7 separate regions of the Mus musculus genome follow, and regions 1, 2, 3, 5, 6 and 7 are each linked to region 4. The links are chromatin contacts, called in public Hi-C and promoter capture Hi-C maps. All regions are on one chromosome and are shown on one strand. Each heading gives the region's core, a stretch centred on a gene start, on an enhancer-like site or on the middle of the called end of the contact. The rest is flanking DNA. Distances are from core to core; before and after follow the strand shown. Region 1 holds the start of Arid4b (AT rich interactive domain 4B (RBP1-like)). Region 2 holds the start of B3galnt2 (UDP-GalNAc:betaGlcNAc beta 1,3-galactosaminyltransferase, polypeptide 2). Region 3 holds the start of Zscan26 (zinc finger and SCAN domain containing 26). Region 4 holds the start of Cdk13 (cyclin-dependent kinase 13). Region 5 holds the start of Tbce (tubulin-specific chaperone E). Region 6 holds the start of Trim27 (tripartite motif-containing 27). Region 7 holds the start of Lyst (lysosomal trafficking regulator).

Evidence for each region. Promoter capture Hi-C pulls out the DNA fragments that hold promoters and counts their contacts. A called contact is a pair of places that touch in the nucleus more often than the background predicts.
Region 1: a promoter capture Hi-C map of pre-B cells shows a contact between it and region 4. The contact joins the promoter of Arid4b here to the promoter of Cdk13 in region 4. A contact is called at or near these places in 3 of 39 promoter capture datasets (cranial neural crest, maxillary cranial neural crest and pre-B cells) and 3 of 484 Hi-C or Micro-C datasets (B cells, CD4 T cells and muscle stem cells).
Region 2: a promoter capture Hi-C map of pre-B cells shows a contact between it and region 4. The contact joins the promoter of B3galnt2 here to the promoter of Cdk13 in region 4. A contact is called at or near these places in 3 of 39 promoter capture datasets (cranial neural crest, maxillary cranial neural crest and pre-B cells) and 1 of 484 Hi-C or Micro-C datasets (CD4 T cells).
Region 3: a promoter capture Hi-C map of pre-B cells shows a contact between it and region 4. The contact joins the promoter of Zscan26 here to the promoter of Cdk13 in region 4. A contact is called at or near these places in 2 of 39 promoter capture datasets (cranial neural crest and pre-B cells).
Region 5: a contact with region 4 is called in a promoter capture Hi-C map of pre-B cells. The contact joins the promoter of Tbce here to the promoter of Cdk13 in region 4. A contact is called at or near these places in 2 of 39 promoter capture datasets (cranial neural crest and pre-B cells) and 1 of 484 Hi-C or Micro-C datasets (muscle stem cells).
Region 6: a contact with region 4 is called in a promoter capture Hi-C map of pre-B cells. The contact joins the promoter of Trim27 here to the promoter of Cdk13 in region 4. A contact is called at or near these places in 2 of 39 promoter capture datasets (cranial neural crest and pre-B cells) and 1 of 484 Hi-C or Micro-C datasets (adipose-derived mesenchymal stem cells).
Region 7: a Hi-C map of B cells shows a contact between it and region 4, with 5 read pairs. The contact joins the promoter of Lyst here to the promoter of Cdk13 in region 4. A contact is called at or near these places in 2 of 39 promoter capture datasets (cranial neural crest and pre-B cells) and 2 of 484 Hi-C or Micro-C datasets (B cells and embryonic stem cells).

What each region holds. Positions count from the first base shown.
Region 1 is chr13:14,062,336-14,065,802 of GRCm38.p6, forward strand. Arid4b (AT rich interactive domain 4B (RBP1-like)) reads left to right here and starts at 1,449. Exons shown (of 24, transcript NM_194262.2): 1 at 1,449-1,697; 2 at 2,490-2,544. The coding sequence starts at 2,539. Ggps1 (geranylgeranyl diphosphate synthase 1) reads right to left here and starts at 1,153. Exons shown (of 4, transcript NM_010282.3): 1 at 871-1,153.
Region 2 is chr13:13,953,354-13,956,573 of GRCm38.p6, forward strand. It overlaps B3galnt2 (UDP-GalNAc:betaGlcNAc beta 1,3-galactosaminyltransferase, polypeptide 2), which reads left to right and starts at 1,321. Exons shown (of 12, transcript NM_178640.3): 1 at 1,321-1,566. The coding sequence starts at 1,452.
Region 3 is chr13:21,451,361-21,455,002 of GRCm38.p6, forward strand. It overlaps Zscan26 (zinc finger and SCAN domain containing 26), which reads right to left and starts at 2,367. Exons shown (of 6, transcript NM_001347491.1): 1 at 2,218-2,367.
Region 4 is chr13:17,803,720-17,806,973 of GRCm38.p6, forward strand. Cdk13 (cyclin-dependent kinase 13) reads right to left here and starts at 1,378. Exons shown (of 14, transcript NM_027118.1): 1 at 1-1,378. The coding sequence starts at 932.
Region 5 is chr13:14,038,204-14,041,458 of GRCm38.p6, forward strand. Tbce (tubulin-specific chaperone E) reads right to left here and starts at 1,435. Exons shown (of 17, transcript NM_178337.3): 1 at 1,335-1,435.
Region 6 is chr13:21,178,210-21,181,672 of GRCm38.p6, forward strand. It overlaps Trim27 (tripartite motif-containing 27), which reads left to right and starts at 1,722. Exons shown (of 8, transcript NM_009054.3): 1 at 1,722-2,705. The coding sequence starts at 2,286.
Region 7 is chr13:13,589,098-13,592,546 of GRCm38.p6, forward strand. Lyst (lysosomal trafficking regulator) reads left to right here and starts at 1,312. Exons shown (of 53, transcript NM_010748.2): 1 at 1,312-1,399. Gm30836 (a long non-coding RNA gene) reads right to left here and starts at 2,104. Exons shown (of 2, transcript XR_382086.4): 1 at 1,637-2,104.

The DNA.
Region 1 (3,467 bases), core at 199-2,698, 3.7 Mb before region 4:
CTAAGCATTTCCTCTTCTTTTGGGTGCGTTATCATTTTAGCAATTCAAGTTAGGAATCCAAGATATCCTATTGTTCACTGGGCCATTGGACCAGATAAAAACTGTTTTTAATTTTTTTTTTTTTCCTTTTTTGAAGACAGGGTCATCCTGTTTCAGTCTCCAGGGTACTGGATCAAAATTCCTACCTCACCTCTCTGGGCCTCAGTTCTTCCTACTGGGAAGTCTTTTTCCTGAAACAGGTTTCCTTTCCTTTAGGGACTTCCCTTAGTAACTCTGGCTGGCTTCTTGAGTCAAGCTTAGTTCTCACACTCTCAGGAAAACCTTTCTATACCTCTCGAAGCCAAAGGTCCTCCTATCAGGTTTCATTTTGACTAGACTTCCGTTCAGGAAGTTATACATCCCCTCTTTCCACATGAGGACTTCTAACATCTCAGAGGGTGAACTCTGAGCATCAAACATTCATACAATATTGAAAATTTCATGCAAAGTATCTCTCTCTCTTTTTAAAATAGGCCGGCTCTGGCTTGAGACTAGCGACACAGATATGGGTCACCGAGCTCAGCTGTTAGGCGCATAGCAAGAACCTTTGACTCCAAGCCCCGGGGGGCGATGGCTCTGAAGGAAAAGAAAGGGCTCCACACAGGCATAGCTGTAATAAGCTCGCAGGCGGGCTTCTTCCCTGCGCTGCACCGGTGGCCCTTCCACTCTTTCCGAGCTCCTCTGCCTCCCCTCATCCCAGCACCCGGCCGGCAGTCACTCCGAGCCGGGTCAGCATCCGGGTCCTCTCTCCCTCCTTACTGCTTCCTCCTCCGTACCGCCCCCTCCCCCGCTCCCCATCCGGGTCCCCCCTGCCACCGCGCTGTTGCTCACGGTTCCACGATGATCTCAGACTTGAAGCCGCCGCCGGTACGAGACTAGCAGTGCCCACATCGACTTCTCAATTTATTGTTCTGACTGCGGCTCTTCAAGAGGCTTCCTTGGAGCCCTCCCACTATTTCACACAGAAATCTCTGCCCTCCTCAGCGGCCAGCGACGCCGCAGCACTCAGTGCAAGAAAATACGCCATCCCTATCACACTGCGCAGGCGTCGTATGCCACCTCCCCTCTGCCTCATGGCCGCGCCTCCTTCCCCTCCCCTCTCTCGTCGAACGCAGGCAAGTGGGCATTGCGGTCTTGGTAGTTCTAATGTCCGTCAGTTTACCGATTGGCCTAGAAGACTGGACTACAATTCCCAGAAAGTATTGAGGGATAACTTTCTGTTTCCATAGAACTGGTGGGTAAATGGCGTCGTTGTTTGCATCGCTCAAACCAATAGAAACTTGGAAGAGGCGGGCTCCAAAGAATCCTACCCAATCCTAGGTCGTCTGAGAGGCATCCGGGAAAGAGGTAGGGGAGGGGCAAAGGGCCGAGGGGAGGGGAGAAGGGGCAGGGGGGCCAGAGAGGGGGGAAAGCGATGTTTGCCCGTCAGTCGAGTCCGGAGTGAGGAGCTCGGGCGCTGGAGCGGAGGGAGAGTCTCGAGCCGCAGTTTGCCGCCGCGACGGCCACCGCCTGGACTTCTGCCCGGAGGGAGCCGCTGAAGGTCGGCCGCCGTGTTCCTCTGGAGGGCTGTGAGACCGGGGCCCGGACCTCCGTCCGAGAGGGATTTTTTTGTCGCCCCCCTCCCCCCGCGAGGGAGCCGGAGCGGCCGCCAAACAAAGGTACCAGTCGCCGCCACGGGAGGAGGAGGAGTCGGAGCCGGAGTCCCGGCCGCCGGCGGACCCGCAGCTCCTTCGCTCTCTCTCCCCACAGGCCTGCTGGTGTTGGGGGTGGGGGGAGGCGGATCAGGGGGCTCTGGCCGCAGGGCTCAGACCTCGTCTGTGCCCGAGGTAGGGACATTCTTTTCTATGGGGGAAGCTCCGGGCCGGGCCGCGCATCGGGGCAGATGGCAACGGGGCTGAGTCGGCGCTCGCAGCGGGGCCTCGGCCTCCTGGGACCCCCGCCCCCCGCCGCGCCGAGCCGGAGCCGCCCTACCCGGGCCGCACCGTGGGCCCGGCGGCCTCGGGCCGCCGTGCTGGGAGCTGGATGTCCTCGGTGCCCGGTCCCGGCTCCCACTTGTGGGCCTTGGCTCGGGCGGGACGCGGGCGGACGCTGTGGGGCCGAGCCTCCGCAGCCCAAGGGCCCGCCGGTTCACCGAGGGCTCAGTCCGGGGGCTCCGGGCATCGCGGTTCCGTAGGCTTGGACGGTCGCAGCCGCGCTTCAGGCCGCGCCGGACCCTGGGCTTGTTGTGAGTTTTCTTCTGACAGAAATGGCGTCATCGTGGAGGACGGGGGAAAAGTCCGTGGAGTCGCGACAATGGGGCGGCGGGCGGTGGGGGCGGTAGGGGCGGTGGGATGGCGCGTGCCTGCTCGGGGCTCCTGGCCCCGCTCGGTGCCGCCCCCGCCCCTACGGCCTGGGGCGGGGGTGGTGGTGGTGCCGGTGGTGCTGACCCGGTGTCTTTGTTTCCCCTCCAGGTGCAGGTGAAGCTGGTGTCGCCGTGGGGATCGCGGCCCCAGAGTCACCATGAAGGTAAGGCGTCACTTAGCCAGTTTGAGTGGCTTTCGAATTCAGGAAGTGTCGGGGCTGTAGCAGGCCTGCGAGTTTTGCAGAGGCAGGTGTGTGTGTGTGTGTGTGTGTGTGTGTGTGTGGAGTGGCTCGGTGTGGAGCTTTCCCTGACAGGGTCAGCTGGAGCGAACATCCACAGGCTGTGTGTTTCGAAGTTATGGAGTCAGTTAGGAGATAACCTCACCCAAGCTGTTCAGGTTTCCCAAACAGAACAGCACCTTTTGCATGGAGCCGAAGGAACAACTGCACACATTAAAGCGTCTTAAATCGTAAAACGGAAAGCTGGTCTAGTAACCTGAATATTGAAACTGTAGTGGGTCTCTCTCTCTGTTCAATGATGAAAGGAAATGTCATTTGATTATGTGACCGGGACCGTAAATTTTAAGCAGAAAGCAAAATACTGAAGATGTTTAAAGCAGTTTGGTGCTCCTTCCCTAAAGAAACCCGAGTTGGCCTGCTGTGCCTTGTATTTCTAGGGACTTAGGTTTCTGTATGGTTTCTTTTTCTCACTGTTGGTGTACTGATCTTGGAGTTGACTCTTTTAAGATATGTTGTGTGTAATGGGCAGGTTGTACTGAAGTAAACATGTTGACCACAGAATAGCTTCTAAGAAATGTGTCTAAGAAGTAGTCTGTGTATTGATGGAATAAATCACAGCTGTTTTAGTTTTTTTTTTTTTTTCATATTGGTATGAAAAGCTTTAGGTATCTGAAAATATCTAGATTTAACTGTTGGAACTTTGATACTGGAAAATTTTTCTTTAAAATCTACTACAAATTCAGATATGCTTGGAAAGCGTGTGTATTGAAGTGTTAGAATGTAAATGACATCTACTTTTGACAGTTCTTTTGGGATTCTTTTTTTTTTTTAATTTAATTAATTTTTTT
Region 2 (3,220 bases), core at 71-2,570, 3.9 Mb before region 4:
GAAGAGATGGCCCAATGGTTAAGAGATCTGGCTGCTCTTCCTGAGCACCCAATTTCAGTTCCCAGTACCTACAGGGTGGCTCACAAACACGGGGAAACTCCAGCTCCAGGGGATGGGATAGACGCCCCCCCCCCCAGCCTGCACATGCGTACACACACAAATGAAAAAAAAAATCAAATAAAATCTTTTTAAAAAAGTCAATCTTAACAGTGTCAGGTTGAGGATATAGCTCAGTTGGTAGAGGGCTTGCCTAGTAAGGATTAAGCCCTGGGTTCCATCCCAAAGCACCACTTGTGGAGATGAAGACAGAAAGATCAAGAGTTCAAGGCCATCCTCTGCAGAATAGTTTCCTGTTAACTACGTGAGACACTGGGGGCGTCTGTGTGTGTGTGTGTTACTACAATTGCTTTTTTAATACAAAACCGCTACTCAGTGGCAATATGGTGCTGAGCCTGAGAGGTGGCTCCAGTGAAGTCCGCTCGTTTCCTAACGCTGGTTGGAGATGGATCTTTTGCAAACCCAGCCCTCACACATTTGGTCACCTCAACTTGGTGGGAACTTTTCAAAGTCATCTGGCAGCTGAAGCTCTCATTTCTGTGCTTCCCGACAGTTACCCTAGTGAGGAGCGCGTGCGCACCCAGGCAGCCTCCAGATCCGGGCTTCTCCTCTGTCCTCGCTTTCCATAGCAAGCCCCGGTGTTTCTCGTCCTCCTCACCCGCCGTTGCTTACTAGAGGGAAGCAGGAAACTCCCTGCTACTCGGCGCTCAGGCTCCCCGCTGCGCTTCTTATGGGATAGGTCAGGGGAGCACACTATTATTTCGTTGAGCGCTGAGGTGCCATACAAACCTGCCCCGACTGGGCAACTGCTCCTCGAGGTCATGCGCCCTGCAGCAATGTCCACAGCGGAGGGGGTCGTACAGCAACTTGAGCAGTTAACGTGCAGGTTCCCCGTGTGCGGTACCCGCCTTTACTACAGGGGAACCCTAGCAAGAAGGTGGATGCGCATGCTCAGTGTGCCGCTAAGGCACCGCGGCCGGATGAGAGACGCGCATGCTTCGTGTGTGCACTTCGCCTCCAGCGTTGCGTAGCAGCACGCATAGCTCTCTGGGAAACGTAGTTTCTCGGGCTTACAATCTCAGGCACGCCTCCCTCCTGGGCTCAGCGAGGGACTACCGCTCCCGCCCTTCCGGCAGACAGGAGCGTGCAGGGACGCGGACTGAAGGGCTGGGCGAGAGCGAGGAGGGCTGAACGGGTGGGAAGGCCACGCACGCGGGGGCGTGGCCTTGGCCGGGAAGCGGCCGCCGCTCGTGGTGCGGATCTAAGGAGAGAGCGGCGGAGACAACGCCAGGCGTGGGCGCGAACACTCCTGGTGGCACTCGGTGTTCTTAGGTCCCCTCGCTATTGGCCGGGACGCGGGAGAGCGCGGCGGGGGCGCGAGGTGGGAGCGGCCAATGCGAAACTGGCTGGTGCTGCTGTGCCCTTGCGTGCTCGGGGCCGCGCTGCACCTCTGGCACCTCTGGCTCCGTTCCCCGCCGGACCCCCACAACACCGGGCCCAGCGCGGCAGGTGAGGTGAGGGGCTGAGTCGCTGCGCTCGTGGGAGGCCGCGGGGGATGGCTGAAGGGGCACAGGGAGGGCTCGGACGTCCCAGAACGGACGGAACAAGCGAGTCTTTCTTTAGTGTCGGGCGAACCCAACTGTTCGTTTCTTATCAGCGTGTGCTCAGCGGCCCGCGTCGTGGTCGAGGGAGGGCCCTGGTCACAACTTGGGGCGCTTCTCTCCGAGGTGGGGTGGGGGAGCGAGCTTGCCGGTGCTGACGGTGTTGGCTTTGCGTGTCAGGACTCACTTTGCAGCGAGGAGGGACGGACTGTACTTTGTGGTCTCTGATCATGAGGTGAGTCAGGAAAAGACCTAGACGTGAACTAGGGTTCAGCTGTGAGTGGAGTCGCCCCTGTATTCTGCTTGGATAGCTTGCTAATTAAGGAGCCTAAGAATACCGGATTCTTCTTTAACTTCGCGTACATTTGTTCCCAAACTTCATCCATCGTGGGAATGAAATCTTTGTTCTCATTCGCCTTACAATCTGAAGGTGCGTTTGCCCACAGTGCGTATCCAGTGTTGTCCTGCCACCCTCAACACTACTTTCTTGTCTCCTGTGTGTCATTTTCAAGTTTTTCCCGGAATGCTTATATATGTCGAGAACTCTATAGCCATTTTAAAGATAGGGTAATGCTTTAATTTTTAACTACGTTAGGATTTATCTTACCATTTCATATCCAAACAGCTGTTTTCTTTTCAGAAAGTTTTAAAACAGTTCTTCACAGCCATCACAGAACCAAGTCTTATACCTTATTTAGCAATCCTCAAAACTCCGACTGTTACCAGATTACACTGGGGTTATTTTAGTAGTGATCTCTTTTCCTATTAGACAACCACCATTTTTTTGGAAAGGCTATTTGTGTGACTGAAAAGAATGACTTCCAAGTGGTATAATGAAAGTACATTATATGCGTATTTAGCTTGTGAGACTTTTACAAACTAGTTAAAAAAGGGCCGTACATACAAAATGCTTGGCCACCTAACATCTGTTGGGGTTGTGCTCTCTCTCACTCAAAGATGAGTGAGTTGCTGGAATCTACACGCAGAGCCCACTGTAGAATATATGTGACCTTAACATTAACAGTCTTTTAGCGTTCAACACAATAAACCTTGCCTTTGAGCTTGTGTTTAAGTAAGACTGCAAACAACTTTTGGATTTGGAACAGATTTTTTTCCTGATGTCTTAGTGCTTATCCATTTAGGATAGACTGGATTAAGCAAGCAAACTGTAGGAAGACTTAGGGTTATATGGGGTCATACTAGTTGTAAAAATTACTTTTGTGTTGATATCAAAGCTTTGTCAGATAATCAGTAGGATGTTTTAATTAGACAGATTCCTATCCCACTCTCCTCCCCTGGTACTTCAAAAACAAAAGCAGAAGTATTTTGATTGCAAAAAGTTCCCACAGGTCTTTTTCCTATTTTGCTGTTGAAATATTTAAAACATTTGGGCATTTTTACTTTCTGACCACATACATTAAGCCTAAAATCTGAGATTTTACTAAATATCTTTCTCTTGAAATAACACTTTAAGATTTATTTTGGCTTCTTTTCTGCTACTCTGTCTGGATTCCCATTTAAGCCACAATAGTACTTGTTTACATTTGTGTGTCTGTGTTTAT
Region 3 (3,642 bases), core at 1,117-3,616, 3.6 Mb after region 4:
TGATTAGATATATATACATATACACCGTGGTGGTTTAACCTGTCTTTGGAAGGAACTCCAGTGACCCTGCCATTTAAGGCAGAAGACTGAGCATTCTCTTCCCTTTCTTTTATACTGTATGTATATAATTAATCAAGTTCTCTTCAAAAATGTGCATGGATGTTTTGCCTGCACATATATCTGTGCATCACATGTGTGCCTGAAGAGAGCCAGAAGAGGGTGTAGATCTCTTGAATTTGGAGTTTCCAGTGGGTGTTGGGATTTGAATCTGAGTCTTCTAGAAGACCCGAAAGTGCTCTTAACTGCGGAGCCATCTCTCCAGCAACCTTGAGTTCTTCTGATTCTACGGCTTCATATCCCTCATGTCCACCCTTGTATTTTCTTGATGGCATGCTCTCTTACTCAGACGTCTCTTACTTCAACTCAGTGGTTCTCAATCTGTGGGTCGTGACCCCCTTGGCAAAGCTCTGTCTCCAAAAATATTTATATTACAATTCATAACAGCAGCAAAATTACAGGTATAGAATAGCAGTGAAAATAATTTTGTGGTTGGACCTCACAACACGAGGACCTGTATTAAAGGGGCGCCGCAGCATTAGGAAGGCTGAGAACCACTGCTTTAAATGCTGGTCTTCCCGACACGGACTACTTGCCACACTGCACCTGAGATCTTCCTACGGGGGAAATGAAGCATGTTGCACACAATGAGTTGCCATCACCATCAAGATCAAGTTTAACATTTAATATGGTCTAAATTTTCCTTATGCTTTAATGACCAAACTTACCACTGTTGTTTGTTCTTGGTTCCTTATATATCCCACTCTTACAGGGAAAACCCTTTAACCTTTTTCTTATTGATTAGTCACAGCTCATGTCACAGTCAACAAGCCAACAGAGCTGCTCCACCTGTGCGTCCCTTGCTTAGTCAATCTCCACAGACACCACACTAAGAACGACCTCACACTACAGACGAAACTTGAAGAGTTGAAGAATTTATGATTTTACACAGGTTTCCAAGCTGATCTTCAGGGGTTTGTTTTTTTTTTTTTTGGTTTTGCCCCCCCCCCCTCCAGACCCCTTCCCCCATACACACACAGGGTTTCTCTGTGTAGCTCTGTTTGTCCGACAATTTGCCCTGTAGATCAGGTTGGCCTTGAACTCAGAGATCTGACTGCTTCTGCCTTCCAAACCTGGGATTAAAGACGTGAACCACCAACGGTGGACTGAACTTACCTTTGGTCCTTTTTTAAATCTACAGACCCCCGAATTATGAATTTATTTTTTCCTTCTCTCTCTTGTGTGTGTACATCTGATCCAGAAGCAAAAGCTGTGGGATCCACCTGGCCACAACTACAACAGTCAGTCTTCACTTCCTGCCAGATTTCCTGCCAGTTTTCCTTTTCCCCAAGGCTCTCACTCCCTAGCCCACAATGGGCAATTCTCCCAAGTGCTAGGATTATAGAAATTAGTCACTATGCTCAGATGCAGGTTTTTAATTGCACCCAACTTTGGTTTGCAACCCATTCTTGATTTCATTTCTGCTCATCCTCTAATCTATGCACATTATGGGTGTCCAATTACAAGACCTGTCTGAGTATGTCCTTCTATCACCCAAGACCAAGTTCCTCACACAACCAAATGGCCACTTTGTTCACTTACTTATCCTCTGTGGCAATCTTATTCACTGCGCTCGAAATACCCTGGTGCCCTCGTTAATCCCTAAATAAGACAGACAAGCTCCAGCTTTAGGGCCTCTGTATTCGCTGTTCTCTCACGTATGCCTTTTAAAGCCGCCTCTGTCTACCCATCTATTTCGGATTATCTACTCAAATATTCTATTTACTTACAGTGGTAACTACTTAAACATGCAGAAGCCATGTGTGGCAGCTCCAGCTTATGAGCTCAGAGCTCGGAGATAGAAGGATAAACAGGAGTTCAAATTAAGAGTATACGCCGCCAAATGATGAGGCCAACACGGGCTTCACGAAACGCTCTTAAAACCAAACAACAACAAACAAAAAAAGGGGGAAAAATCCCTCACAACAAAATAAAGCAACAGAACCCAGGAGTGCTGGCAATCTCAGCCATCAGAAAGCTGAAGTAGGAGATACGCTGGAGCTTGCAGTCAGCTTGAGCTGCGCAACAGCAGGAAACCGCCTCACCAACTACGTCCTGAGCTCCCTCCCTCTCCCATGCCCCGCAGCTTCCGTCACGCACCAGCTTCTGGTCCTCCCAGCTCCGAGGTGTGGAGAGTTTCTGTGTATCAACCAGACCCTCCGCTCGAGAGTCCCAAGTTTGCGGGTTCTCTCTCCGCTGGAACCCGATCACCGTACGTCCCCCTCGCCCTGGTCGCAGGGTCAGTCACACGTCTCTCAAAATCTGCGTTCCAGCCCAGTAGTTTCCGGCTCCGCTCTAGGACGATGGGAGGACCAGGACTCAACTCGGTGGTGTCCTGACTGGGTCTAAGTTGAAAGATTTCATTTACATAAATCAGACCATTTCGTTTGACTGTTTTCACACAGAGATGTCATCTCTATCACTAGAATAACAAAGCTCGGGCTGTAATCACAGCCACCAGCAAACAGACACAGCAATTGAATCTTTAGGTTGGGCTTTAGGCAAAAGCTGGCATGATCATGTAGGTTGGATTCTAGAGAACCAAAGTTAATTATTAGTGCTCAAGTTTATTCTTCATTCCCCACCCTTTTGCCACCAAGTTCCAAAGACTCCTATCTGTGCCTTCTTTATTTGGTTGCCTGAGTGTAGGGTTTAGAATTTAGAATTCAATGATATTTGAAGAGAAGTGGGGTAAAGATATGCCGATTTTCTTTCTAAAGTTTCTATGTTATTGTTGTTGTTGCTGCTGCTGCTGCTGAAAAAAAAAGTGGAAAAAAAAAAGTGAAGTTCACTTTGTTATTTTAAGCTTATCTTGTTTGACTTCGAACGAAGGCACTCAACAGAGCTTAGTCTGGTTAATGTATAGTGGTGTCAGTTATATGCTTTGCAGTCTGCTAAGCCAATGGTGTGTAAAGCTAACTCAGAACAAACATGTCAGAACAAACACAGCTTTAAGATGTTTTGTGTGCAGATTAACTCAGAGCAAACAAATCATCTGTTTAAGTCCTTCCTATAGTGTCTAACACAAAGTCCCCTACCACCCTTCCCTCCCCTATAATCCCCCTTGTTAGCCATTTACTTTGATAAATAGGCCACAGTTTGAGGTTCACCTCCAATCATTTGAGTGAGAACTCACATTAGGACTCCATCCTTTCCATGTTGACTGAAAAGACTTTTGCAAGCCCCAAATTCCCATGGTAGGAGCAGATGTCAAATCCCCTTTTAAAGGTTCCAAACCCATAACTATTTCTGGGTCCATTCAAAATTTCATAAAGGGGCTTAGCCATAGAGTCAAAAATTGGGACCAAATTCTACAGTAGCCTGTCATACCCAGGAATATGTTAAATTGCCTGAGAATTGCAAATTTTTGTTCCCCGTTTGTCTAACTGTTAGTCACTGCTTTCCAAGCAGACTCTTCTTTCCAGGCTAGAGGAGGAAACCCAGTAATTCCTCAGCCCGCTGACAGATTTGGGCCCTGCAGGCTAACAGTCCTGGTAAATGGTTTAAAGTCTCCTAGTTCCCAGT
Region 4 (3,254 bases), core at 128-2,627:
CTGTAGGCCTTCGGCTCGCTCTTGTCCTCCCGGTAGGCCTTGGGCGGCTCCTTGTAGGCCGAGGGCGGTTCCTTGGACGACTTAGTCCGGCTGCGGTGGGCCTTGAGGTCCCGGTCCTTGCGGCTGCTACTGCTGCTGGACGTAGCCGACGCGCTCTTGCGGCGGCCGCCGCTGCTGCTGCTGCTGCCGCTCTTGGCGGCCTCCGCCCGCTCCTCGCCGCTGTGTCCGTGGCGGCTGCGGGCCTTTGAGGCCTCGCTGCCGCTGCGCGTCCCGTCCCGCCGCCGGTGCTCGCGGTGGCGCTCCTTGCTGCGGCCGCTGCTGCTGCGGCGGTCCCGGCGCGGCCTGCGCTCCGACCCCTCCGCGCGCCTCTGCGTGCCGGAGGAGGAGGCCGGACTCCCGCCGTTGCCCCCCGTTCCCCCGGCAGCCGTCGCCGCCGTTGCCGCGCTGGCGCCCCCCAGCAGCAGCCCCTGCTCGGACTGGGAGCTCACATCCTCGTACTCCACCAGCGGGGTCACACCCCCGCCGCTACTGGCACCGCCACCGCCGTCCTGCTGCGGCTGGGGCAGCGAGAAGACCCGGCGCTTCTCCGCCTCCTGCCCGGCGCGGGGCCCGCGGCGCCGCTTCTGCCGCCCTCCGGGGCGCCTCTTGCCTCTCGCCAGCCGCTTGACCTCCAGAGGAGGGCCCGGGCTGAAGCAAGAGGAGGAGGCCGCGGCGGCGGCGGCTGCGGCGGCGGCCGCGCCGGGGGCAGCCAGGAAGAGCAGAGGCGGCGGGGGCGGCGGCGGTTGCAGGAGCTGCGGCTGCAGGAGCGGCAACAGCAGCGGCGGCTGCTGAGGGGACAGGAATCGCCTCCGCTTGCGGCGCTCCTCCAACTTCTTCTCGGCCCAGCTCAGGCCCCCGCCTCCCCCCAGCGCCGTGTCCGAGCTACTCGGCATCGCCTAGAGCCCGCCGCAGAGTGCGGCGCGGGTGCGGCCTCCTCCGGGGTCAGACCCTGGCCATGTCCCCCGCCGGGAAGGGGGACGGCAGCCGCGGCGGAGGGGTAGCGAGCAGCAGGGCCGGCCGGGAGTCGCGCCACGATAATCCGGGTCGGGACGCGCGTCCCCGGTTCCAGTCGCGGTGTGTGCGCAGCGGCGTCAGGGCCTGGCGCGGGAGGATCCTATCCTCGGCGGAAAGCCGGCCGTGCCGGGCGGCGGCGGTGGCGGCGGCGGCGGCGGCCTCGGGCTCCGGCGGCGCAACGCGGAAGTGCCACCGCGGGCCGCGCTTCACTCCATCGTCCTGACGTCGGGGGCGAGCTCGCGGGAGGGCAGTGGGCGCGACCACAGCACGCCTCCGTCGCCGGCCGGCCGCGGCGCGTCCACGTCGTCCTGTGGCGGCGGCGGCGACACCCCGCGGCGCTCGGACGGGCCTGGGCCTGGCGCCCCGAGGGCACTGCGCGCAGCTTCCGGAGCGGGGGCGCGGCTCGCTGTCCTCCGCCCCTCCACGCGGGCTCCGCGCGCGCCGCTCGCCCCTCCCTGCCCTCCGCGTTCTCCCTGCGGGACGGCGACGCGACTGGCTGGCCGAGCCCTCGCCGCGCACCACCCACTCGCCGCGTTCCTCAAGACTTTTGCCCCTAAACCCAACGCTAGGTCGGCGGCGCGCACGCTCGTCACGTTCGGGGACGCCGATGGAGAGAGCGAGCGCGGGCGAGGGGAGGTGCTGCGTGCTCGCGCCCGCCGGGACCCTGGCCGTCACCGGAAGTGACGCGAGGAGCCACTCCACTTCCGGCAGGGGTGGGACGGAGGAGCAGGGTTAAAGAAAGGAGAGGAGGCGTGGGCTGCGCTGTGCTGTCGCTGGAGGCCTTCCCTCCGGCGCCACTCATGGCGCTTGTTGCTCGCCTCCAGTGAAAAGGTCACGGCAGGACCCGGGAGAACCTTGACGACTACCTTTTCCCCAGCCACGGGATCGGAACATCTGTGAGAGCAGACTCCCCACAGAGGGCGAATGTGACGTTAGCTTGACTAGACTCACGTACGCCCAAGTTCAAGGACCCATCGTAACCTAAAAATATACTTGGTGTTCATAGCTTCGAGCTTCCGCGACACTGACGTTTCGGAACCTTTAAAAAGCCTTACACAGGGCTGGAGAGGTGGCTCAGAGGTTAAGAACACTCACTGCTCTTCCAGAGGTCCTGAGTTCAATTCCCAGCAACAGTATGGTGGCTCACAACCAGCTGTAATGGGGATCCCTCTTCTGATGTGTCACATACATGAAATAAGTAAATCTCTTTATAAAGCAAAAGCATTAAGTAAATCTGAAAGATGAGTCAAAATATCAAGGAGGACTACTAAAAATCCCAGGAACCTTAAAAACATTTTGTAGTAGTGGAAGCTGCCCTCTTTGTACTTTCACCTGTAATTATATCTAACTAAAGCTATGAGCTGTCAGCTACATAATGCCCTCATCTCTTGCCTTAAGATTGCCCTTCAGTTAGAGGCTAGGTATTCGGGGTAATTAGATTAAAATCTAAAAGGCTTATTGGTCATTAATACTGGAAAGAAGATAAACATTGCTCAGTGGGTACATGTAATTACCCCTTAACAAATTTATTCAGATCATCAGCTGGCTTTTAGTTCTTAAATACTTAGTAATCAAGTTGACCTCAGCATCATCTCACAAACTGATGGAAGCTCAGACTTTGAAGTTTACAAAAGATACTTGCTAGAAGATAGGTTTGAATAGCTACTTCTGACAAAGACAGGCCTGAGTGGAACACCCAGTGGAACCTTCTACACAGAAGGGGGCAAAGCAAAGATACTGGGAAACGAAATTTCAGAAGTATGTTACCTAAAGCAAATTTCTTCTTGACATCATTGTTAACTCGGAGTACTAAGGAGGAGAGCTTTTCAGAAAAATATCAACCTGTCCCATTATGCTGCTTTTCAAAGCCTGATGCAATGGCATATGTCTATTCCCAATACAATGGAGGTTAAAACAGGTCAAGGACGATGGTGAGTTCTGGCCTATCAGAACTCTACATAATAACACCCTCTCCCCCATCCCATCTTGCCAAGAAAAAAACAGAAATAAGGCTGGAATAGAAAAGAAGAGGCAAATAGATGTTTGTATAATAGTTCCTCTAGCATAAGCTACTCACTGCACTTAGGAATGTCATCTGTTCTTGTCCGTACAAAAAACACTTGGTCCATAGTGAATGTATAGTGGTTACTCCAGGCTGCGAGTAGAAAACTTAAGAAAATATCTTAATAAGATTCTGCCAT
Region 5 (3,255 bases), core at 185-2,684, 3.8 Mb before region 4:
AATTGAGGAATCCTGAATGCCCAGGAAGCGCCTAAAGAAATGTTCAACATCCTTAGTCATAGGGAAATCAAATCAAAATGACCCTGAGATTCCACCTCACACCAGTCAGAATGGCTAAGATCAAAAACTCAGGTGACAGCAGATGTGGAGAAAGAGGAACACACATTTTCATTGTTTGTGAGACTGCAAGTTGGTACAACCACTCTGGAAATCAGTCTAGAGGTTTGTAAGAAAATTGGACATAGTACTATTTGAGGACCCAGTTATACTACTCCTGGGCATATACACAAAAGATGCTCCAACATATAACAAGGACACATGCTCCACTCTGTTCATTGCAGCCTTATTTATAATAGCCAGAAGCTGGAAAGAACTCAGATGTCCTTCAACAGAGAAACTGATACAGAAAATGAGGTACATTTACACAATGGGGTACTACTCAGCTATTAAAACAATGACTTCATGAAATTCTTAGGCAAGTGAATGAACTAGAAAATATCCTGAGTGAGATAAGTCAGTCACTAAGGTGGATGGCAAGAAGTGTGCAGACTGTAGCCTGATATAGCTGTTTCTAGAGAGGCGCTTCCAGAGCCTAACAAATACAGAGGCAGCTGCTAGCAGCCAACCATTGAACTGAGCACAAGATCCCTAACGGAGGAGTTAGAGAAAAAAAGACTGATGGAGCTGAAGGGGTTTGCAACGCACAGGAAGAACAATATCAACCAACCAGACCCTGCAGAGCTCCCAGGAACTAAACCATCAACCAAAGAGTACACATGAAGGGACTCATGGTTCCAGCCCCATATGTAGCAAAGGATGGCCTTGTTGAACATCAATGGGAGGTGAGGTCCTTGGCCCTGTGAAGGCTCGATGCCCCAGTGTAGGCGACTGCCAGGGCGGCGAGGTGGGAGTGGACGGGTGGGTGGGGAGCACCCTCAAAGAAGCAGGGGAAGGAAGGATGAAATAGAGGGATTCCGGAGGGGAAACCGGGAAAGGGGATAACATTTTAAATGTAAATAAAATATCCCCCTCAAAAAAAGGGAAAAAAATCTGAATACTCCTCTCTGCCCTCCCACCACCCTCCACCGCTGTCCACCAGAAACGTCAAAAGGAAGAGATGGCAGCATCACTTGAGACCCACGCCCAGATGTTAACGGGGGAGGGGTGGGGAGGATCCAGAAGGCGCTTGGCGCAGGCGCACTAGCCTTCCGCTGGGTCAGCCCACAATGGGGCCCAGCCGACCGGAGAAGTCTCGGAGCAGAAAGCACACACTCAGGCAACCCAGCCCCATTGGGCAGCTCGCCACCTCAGCTCCACGACCTTACGAAGCTCACCTTCCCTCTGCCGGTCTGTCAGCACCCAGAGACCCTCACGCAATCAGCGACGAAGCTTTCGGCTCTAGGCGGAAGTATCTGGAGACCGGAAGTCCCACCTCCGCAGAGGAAGTGATGAAAACCACTTTAGCCCTTCCAAACGCGAACCCTATTGTCGCGAAGTGCTGGTAAGGTAGACACCGGAACTGCAACCCCGAAGGACTGTGGGACCAGTCGATTTTGCGTACTGTAGTTGATTCAAGACGCGAACTAAAAGTTCATAGCTGGGCGTGATGGCTCATGGCAATTACAATCAGCACTGGGAAGGTCGAGGCAAGAGAGATGGGAGGAGCGGAGGGGGGTTCATATCTAAAAAACAAAAATGTTTCATGCTTATGGGCACTAAATCACCGTAGGGAGTTCATAGTTACATAGAAAGGTGTAGTGTTGATCCCTCCAGAACTGGAAAGAAAAAGTTAACCAGCTAAGGCATGAGGGAGAACAAGAGTAAACGCAATGTTTTAAGTAAGTCACCACTTTAAACAAGACGTTCCTATGAATCGAGTGTTTTGGTTTATTTTTAGATGTTAAAAAGCCAGTAACTATTTCATTGAAAACAAATTTAAGATGCTATGTATATAAGCATATCGCAATGTGACCCCTCATATTGCTATACCTGAAGCTGGCAAAAACTTACTTGGAAGAGCTCCGGCTTTGCTGGATCCAAGTCAGTTTGACCAGACAGCACCACGAAAACAGTAATAAAAGAGTGCTGTAATTCAATCCAAGAGGAATTGCACAACTCTGCTGGGAGACATAATTAATTATAAATCTGTTTTATTGCACAGCAGTGAACGAGAACCCTGTAGTGAATCTGTTGTCAGTGGTTAATGAAAGATGAAATAAGCTGCCAGAACCTTTCCTGTTTGAAACCGTCTCAGTAGTCATAGAACATGACTCACTCTTGCCTGGAGGGGCTAAGCTACTATTGTCATTTGGCAAGTCTCCAATAGAAACACAGACCTTCAGATGGGAGCGTTTTTCAAGGACAACATTTCATGAAGGTGCTGCTGCTGATTGTTTTGAGACAAAGTCTCACGTATCCTAGGCTGGCCTCAAAACTTGCCAAAGTCAAGCTGGGCGTGGTGACGCCCACCTTTAATCCCAGCACTCGGGAGGGAGAGGCAGGCGGATTTCTGTCACCTAACTACCAAAGTCAAGATTGGTCTTAATTCCTTAATATCCTGCCTCCATCTACCAAGTGCTAAAATCACAGGCTTGGCCCACCATGCCAATATCTCCACATTTATTGTAACTTCATGCTTTTCAAGGAAGTGTTGATACAAAACACATGCTAGAAAAGAGATAGGCTATTCTGAACCAAATTTAAGTGATCTTGGCCCAGAAACGTTTACTGAGTTTACCCTGAATGACTTACTGTAGAAGAGATCATTTGAATTTTTATACTTTTACACAAGAACACATTCCTCTATATCTCCCAAGTTCTCCCTACCTTCTACTTCCCGTGATTATTTTGTTCCCCCTTCTAAGTTGGACTGAAGCATCCTTACTTTGGCTGGCCTTCTTCTCGAGCTTCATATAGTCTGTGAGGAGGAATATTGCTAGCTTTGCATGTGTGAGTCTTTAGGTTTTATCCTTAGAACTGTCAAGAATGATGATGGTGGTGATGAAGAGGAGGAGGAAGAGGAAAGATACCTACTATTGACCCTTGGCATGACAGGCACATACATGCATACTCACATACAGAGGTACCCATACAAATAAGTACACAGAAGAACATTCTAGTAGCTTGAGGTATGGGCAGGTGCAAGGGGCTATTGCCAGAGCCAGAGCTGCTGGTTAAGCCTGATCAAGATGACAACCTCCCAAAAGCACCGAGACTTCGTGGCAGAGTCCATGGGGGAAAAGCCAGTGGGGAGCC
Region 6 (3,463 bases), core at 472-2,971, 3.4 Mb after region 4:
CCAAGGTGGAGGAACAAACACAAAAACTGCGTGGATGGGTCTGAGACGAGCACTTGCCTAGCTTAACGTCCTGGGTTCGAGCTCTAACACTGAAAACACTGGAAATGAGTAGGCAACTCAGCCATAAAGCTCATGACAAGCCTACTAAATTAGTGGAGAAAGAGAAAACAGTTATCGCTTGAGAAAGGAGGGAGCCTGTAGCAATCCTGGAAGGGGGAGCGCTTCCTTTCCCCTACTTCCTCCACCTTGCCCTACTTACCTGGCTTGTCCAGGCCATCTGCCTTGAGGTTAGGAAAGCAGAGACCGCATGAGCCCTGGATGACAAAGCTAAAATCCAGAGCCGCACTGATGACCTAAGAACACATATCTGCCACCTGCATTTTTCATAGTTCTACACCGGCTTGCAAAACTGAATTCTTCCTTCTGGAGTAAGACTGGCACTTTCAATTCCTTTCAACTTCAGTTTTGTAGCAGAGTAGACTACAGTGTAGCCTAGGACAAATATTCTACCATTTACTGGAAGTGTGCTGAGTTGTTTTGAGCCTGGAGTTTCAAAGAGCAGGTGGGGAGAATGGAGGTTTGGATGAGCGAGACTTGTTAAGTACCTCGGATTTCTTGTCCCATAGGGAAGAATCAAGCAGAATCCAGTGAAGTGATGGCCTGGATACAGAAATTCCCTGTTGCTCAAACACAAGGGCAGGCACGGAGTCAATCCCAAAGGAGAGTAGGAAAGGCCATGGCATAAGTGACAGCGCACAGAACTGAAAACCTATTCTGTGATAAGAAACCAGGCTACAAGACCTCCTCCGGTCATCACAGGACTCTCGATTGGGCAGAAACAAGCAAGTTTTAGGTTCTACTCAATGTCATTCGATGTACTGGGTGCTTCATTTAAACTAGCGGATAAAGATCTTTATGCTCAAGCTGTGGTTTGTTTGTTTGTTTGTTTGTTTGTTTAAAAAGGTGTAACTCCTTGATGGGGAAAATTCCTGAAAGCAATAGGGTATGGGAGCTCAAGGAGGGCACTGAACTAGATTGCTGGGAGTAAGAACTTATTAGAAGAGTTATTAACGTCATGGGCAGAAGGACAACACTACAGTGGACAATCAGAATTTTTGGCCCCAGCGCCGCAGGGCCCAGGCTGGAGGTGAGGGGTGGGGGTGGGGGTGGGGGTGGGGGAGTGTTCTGAGAATGAGGCCCACGTGGCAGAATCCGGGTTGTTTCTTCGAGGGTCTCATAGGAACCCACAGCCACGTAGGTTCCTCAGCAGGTGGCAGGGAAGACGAGAGAGAAGTGTGTCGCCAGGCAGCCCTTTGACACGTCGGGTCTGGCTACTCACTTGAGGAAGTGAGACACTGGGCACCTGAGGAGCCTGAGAAGAAGTTAGGGACTCACAAGCGGGCTCTCGGTGGGGTGGCTCCCTAGTAACGGTAGAGCTAGGGAGATGGGGGAGGACTTCATGGTCTGGTCAGCACTCTGGTCGGGATTCGATCGGTCCCCATTTCACACGAGAAGAAAATGAGGCTCGGAACGATAAACCGATTTACTTTAGGGTGGAGATAGAACTGGGCTTCTCCGTTTCTGCCCCTGAGAAAAGTTGCTGATGATTAAACCCTTTTCTAGCGATTGTTAACGCCTGGAGCTGGGTGTGTCACACTGGGAGGGGCCTAGCTGGTCTCCCCGCCCAGCTTTCCGGCATTTATGCAAAGCCATCTTACTTTTAAAGGAGCCGAGGCCTAGCCACTAAGAGGAAACTCAGCAGAAGACTACGGGCCCACAGACGCTTGGAGTGACCCGACGCCACTGCCAGGGGACACTCTGCTCCCACTGCACGCGACAGCCACGACCGACTCCCGGGCTGGGTGCCGGGGACCCAGGACTGTGCAGAGGAAACCCGCTTTCCCGCCCCGAGAGAGCAGAGCGGCGCGGGAAGCCAGGCCCCGCCCCCGGCCCACCTCTTCCGCTCGGCCCTGAGGAGTCTGCGCGGCCGCGGGACCCCTTCCGACGCGGCCACGTTGCCCGGTGAGCCAGCCCGCGGCGCCCGGTTCCCGACTCCCCTCGGCTCGGCTCTCAGCCGGGCTCCGGGGCCCAGGCCTCCTCCCCGTGCTGTCGGTGAGGAGCAGCTGTGCGGGGACGGGTCTGGCCGCCCGAGAGCTCCGCGCGCGTCTGCGATCCCCGCGCCGGAGGCCCCGCCCCGCTCCGGAGCCGAGAAGCGGAGCGAGCGCGCTGAGCTCCGACAGAGCTCGGCTCCGGGCTCATGCCCTGCGGCCCAGCCGGCCCGCGCCATGGCCTCCGGGAGCGTGGCCGAGTGCCTGCAGCAGGAGACCACCTGCCCCGTGTGCCTTCAGTACTTCGTGGAGCCTATGATGCTCGACTGCGGCCACAACATCTGTTGCGCGTGCCTGGCCCGCTGCTGGGGTGCCGCGGAGACTAACGTGTCGTGTCCGCAGTGCCGGGAGACCTTCCCGCAGCGCCACATGCGACCCAACCGGCACCTGGCCAACGTGACCCAGCTGGTGAAGCAGCTGCGCACCGAGCGGCCGTCGGGGCCCGGCGGCGAGATGGGCGTGTGCGAGAAGCACCGGGAGCCTCTGAAGCTGTACTGCGAGCAGGACCAGATGCCCATCTGCGTGGTGTGCGACCGCTCGCGCGAGCACCGCGGCCACAGCGTGCTGCCCCTGGAGGAGGCGGTGGAGGGCTTCAAGGTAGGGCCGGGCCGGCGGACAAAGGGGCGAGCCGGGGGCTTCCTGGTTTGATACCGAGAAAATGGCGAGCCGGACGTGGGGCCCACCGCCGTCATTTCCTCCCTGTCGGCTGCGGAGCCTCCGCACTCAGACTGGGAAGGAGAACCTGTAGCTGGCGAGGCCAGGAGCACCCCCACCCCCACCCCGAGCGCCCCTGCTAACCGCCTCTACGCGTGCCGCGACTGGGACGGCGCGAGGAGACCCTCCCTTGACAAAGGAGATGCACATGGAGCCAAGTACACTTCCATAGGCCTTGAACGCCTCGAACTCGCTCTGACCCAGGATACCAAGCCAGACAGTCACTGTTGGCTGGCTGAATTCACATCGAGCAGTGCCCATCACTTAATCTGTGTCCCCAGCACTTCCCTGTAAACCTGTTTTAGAACTGAATGGAAATGAACAGAGCTTTTTACTGCTTAAGTAAATCATTTAGCCACTCTCAGACTCGGGAGATGGCTTATTGTGAAGGGGAAGTGAACTCACAGGACCTTTGTGGAGTGTTGAATAAACACTGGCACAGCTACACAGTAGTACGAAAACGTTACATATAAAGTAGCTCTGAAGTGATAATGATCTTGAGGGCTGCAGGGATCTATACCAACAGAGTTATATATTTGTTTAAGTGTGAGTTCATCCAAATGTCAGTCACGTTTACAAAGCTGTCACCTGTATCATTTCACTCGCTGGAGATAAGTTGTAATTTAGTAATGTTTACTGAT
Region 7 (3,449 bases), core at 62-2,561, 4.2 Mb before region 4:
CACAAGATTCATGCTGAAGGCAGGCCAGCATGAATAGATACCAAAGGTGGGGACTGAGAGATTTTGTAGATAGGGAGGGTGTGATTGTGTATGTGTGGGTTCTTGCTAAACTGCCTTGGCGATTGCTAAACCTAGAGTTTACAAAGATGTGCACACATAGCACATGGGCCAAGGAGAAGGTTCAAAGTCTGACTAAAGTTTGCTTTAAGCAAGGATCTTTGTCACATTGCCCACTGTATGCTAGCATATTTGAACAGGGCTAGGTAGGGTATCATACCTGGACCCAGAATTTTTGCAAGTTTCTCTCTTTCTGTTTGACAGAAATATAAGTTCAGGCCCCAATGCTATCTTGAGGATAGCCCTGCTTCCATCTTGGTGAACCTTTCCGTTTTTTGTCTTTTGTTTTGTTTTTTTTTTTTTTTTTTAATCCTGTGACCTCCAACAGAAAATAGGACAACAGTTTATTGCACATACTGTCCATGAAAAAACAAAACAAAACAAAACAAAACAAAAACCAAAAGAAAGTTTATTCTGAGGCAACTTTGAGTGAATAGTGCTTAGTAACAGAGATTCGGGTTTCCCAGAATTACATGTTCTACTGTGAAAGAGGTTTACACGCAGTCTTATAGCCATAGAACAAAAGACCATAAATCAATACATTTGCCAAATATAGCGGAAAGGACATCGGGGAGGTAGGCTACAGCATAGCAGGAAAATCTCCAGCTGATGATACTCTTCTTTTGAGCACTGCTGAAAAGCCAGTCGTTGGCTAAGTTTAACAATACATTCCAAACTTTTTACATAACAGGCACAAAGATCTTAGGTCAGCTACAAAGGTTGGTAATAAGCAGTTTTTTTAAAGAACCTAAAGATAGTCCAAGATAATCTTGGTTACTGATCATCATCTCTCCGTAATGGTAAAGTTCTAGACAGTCAGTCACTTTGTACAGTCTTCAACAAAGATGTAATTTTCCCAGTAAACGTGAGTTTACAGTAGAAAGAAGACACTAGGCTTGCGCTTTTAGGGGCTGAATCGCCTGGGATGGACGAAGCTTTATGCGGCCGGGAGGGGTGGAGTTCAGAGAAGCTGCACAGGGCCCTCCTCGCTGCATTTGTCCCGCCTTCTTCCTCTCATTGGCTGAGATTCTCCACGCATCACGTCGGCGACCCCAGCGTGCCCTCCCGGTGGGGCGGGACTTTAGGCGCTCGAGGCGGGGACGGTGCGCACGCGCAGAGGAGCGGGTCTGGGTCTGGGCGGGGGAGGAAGGGGGTGGTGTTCCCGGTTTCCCGGGTTACCTGAGGGGGCGGGGGTGAGAGCTCACGCTGGCCTGGCAGCCTTGGTGAGTCGGGATTCTCCTGCACCGGCGGGCGAGAGCGCGCGGCGGACCACAGAGCGGAGGTAAAGACCGCAGCGGGCTCCTTTAGAGGGTCAGGGTCTCGACCTCAGCGGGGCATGGCGGGAAGGTGGCGGGCCGCCCGGGCGGGGTCGTGCCGCGCTAAGGGAACGGGGTGGTGCCCGGAGCTCGGCCCGGCCGGGGTTCGCTTGCCTTCTGAGCTCTGCACAGTTGCTGATTGAGGCGGACCCGGGCCCCGAGGGCTGTGGCGGCGGCGCGGACCCCATAGTAACTTTACTTACCGGCCGGCTGGTGCGGCGGACGGTGTCCTCAGGGGGCGCTTCACCTCGGGAAGCGCTTGTCCCGGACCGCCGCTACCCTCAGCCTGCCCGGTCCTTCCCAGCAGGTGACAGCGGGAGCTGACAGGTTCAGGGCGTCTCACTTCGCGCCGCGGGTCCATCTGTCATTCCCCACCCTGGTGCTTCGGAGTCCTTGCTGTCCCTTCCCTGCCCGTGACACCTGCTGCGGGACTCTGCAAACAACCCTTCGTGGTTCGCGCGCACCTCTGGAGCGGTGGCTGAGATGCTAATATAATAGGGACGTGACCCAGGGAGATTTCCTCTGCCACCGGAGGCCAAGGGTTCATGATGGAGGGTTGGAGCTCAGGGAGTCAAGAAAAGTGTCCTCATCCAATCCTCAGAGGGATAAACAAAACAGCAAAACATCCTTGATGGAGAGAGAGAGAGAGAGAGAGAGAGAGAGACAGAGACAGAGACAGAGACAGAGACAGAGACAGACAGACACAGCTCTTGCTTGGTAGTTGATGGTGTGAGAAAAAAATTTTAAGGTGTTGACTCGTGTAGAACACACATTTGTGTTGAATTCTGGCCAGTATTTCCTTAAGGATCAAATTCATTGTGCATTTTCTCCAGGGTTTGTTTAACAGGTTGATATGGCACATTAATTTGAGCTTTTTCTTCCTGAAAGGCATTTGGCTGGTCTGCCTTTACTTTTAACTTCCACACCTAGTAACCTTATACTAATAAAGATGTTGGCTCTTAGCTTTTATTATGTAGCTGATTGGTAGGGGATATCTGTATTTACAGAGCATTGCAAGTAACTTTTCTGCTGCTCGTTGCTGTCATCCACGTTGACACTAACACATACAGATATTGAGAGACTTTGGAAGATAGAGGACGTAAGGGGGAGATGAGTTTCTGTTATTTAGTTTCCATTAAAATACTTCCCAGACAATAAATTGCATATAGAGCATATGCATTTAGTAAAGATGTTTAAGTACCTATTGTGGACCAGACACGTTTTATAAACAGATAAATACCCCCTTTCTTGGGTCATACATATTCTGGAAGAACCTCAGACAATAAGTAAGAAGAATATGTCCTTGTCAGATGATGTTAAAGGACTTAGAGAAAAAGCAGGGAGAAGACAGAGCCAGAAACGGGCTGCAATTTGATTAGAGGTAGTTAGGAAAGGCCTTCTGGAAAAAAAATTTGATAACCGGAAGGAAGTAAGGGGTGATCCATGCTCTTTTCTGAGGGAAGGATATGCAGTGAGAAAGCCACTTGCAAAAGCCCTGAGGCAATAGTGTGGAGACTGGAGTCAGAAGAGAGCTGAGAGGCGGGTCTGGCCGTGTTGGAGCCAGTTAAGTAAGAGTCGTAGAGTACCAACAGATTAAAAGGGTGAGAGATCAGATTGTGAAAGGCTTTATAAGCCTCTGTAGGGAGAGGAGACCTCTTTTTGATTACAAGCTGATATAATCAAACTTGATTTTCAAAGGAGCCATATTATGACTAATTGGAAAATATACCACCATTTGGGGGAAGGGATAGCAGAAACAGAAGCAGAGATACCAAGTAATGAGGCCAGAAATGATTTAGGAATTTGTGGCTGTGGTGAGAGGTTATTGACTTTTTAATACATTGTGTATAGAAATGTAGAGGACAGCAACAATTTTGTCTTTAGCAAGAAAGATAGACTAGAATAGGGAGGTACTGAGAGCTTTCTGAGAAGAATAGGCTTGGTAAGGAGGTTAGGTTTTAGGGGATAAAATTAAACACCCAAGTGGAGATTATTCGTAATAGACATTAGTGACTT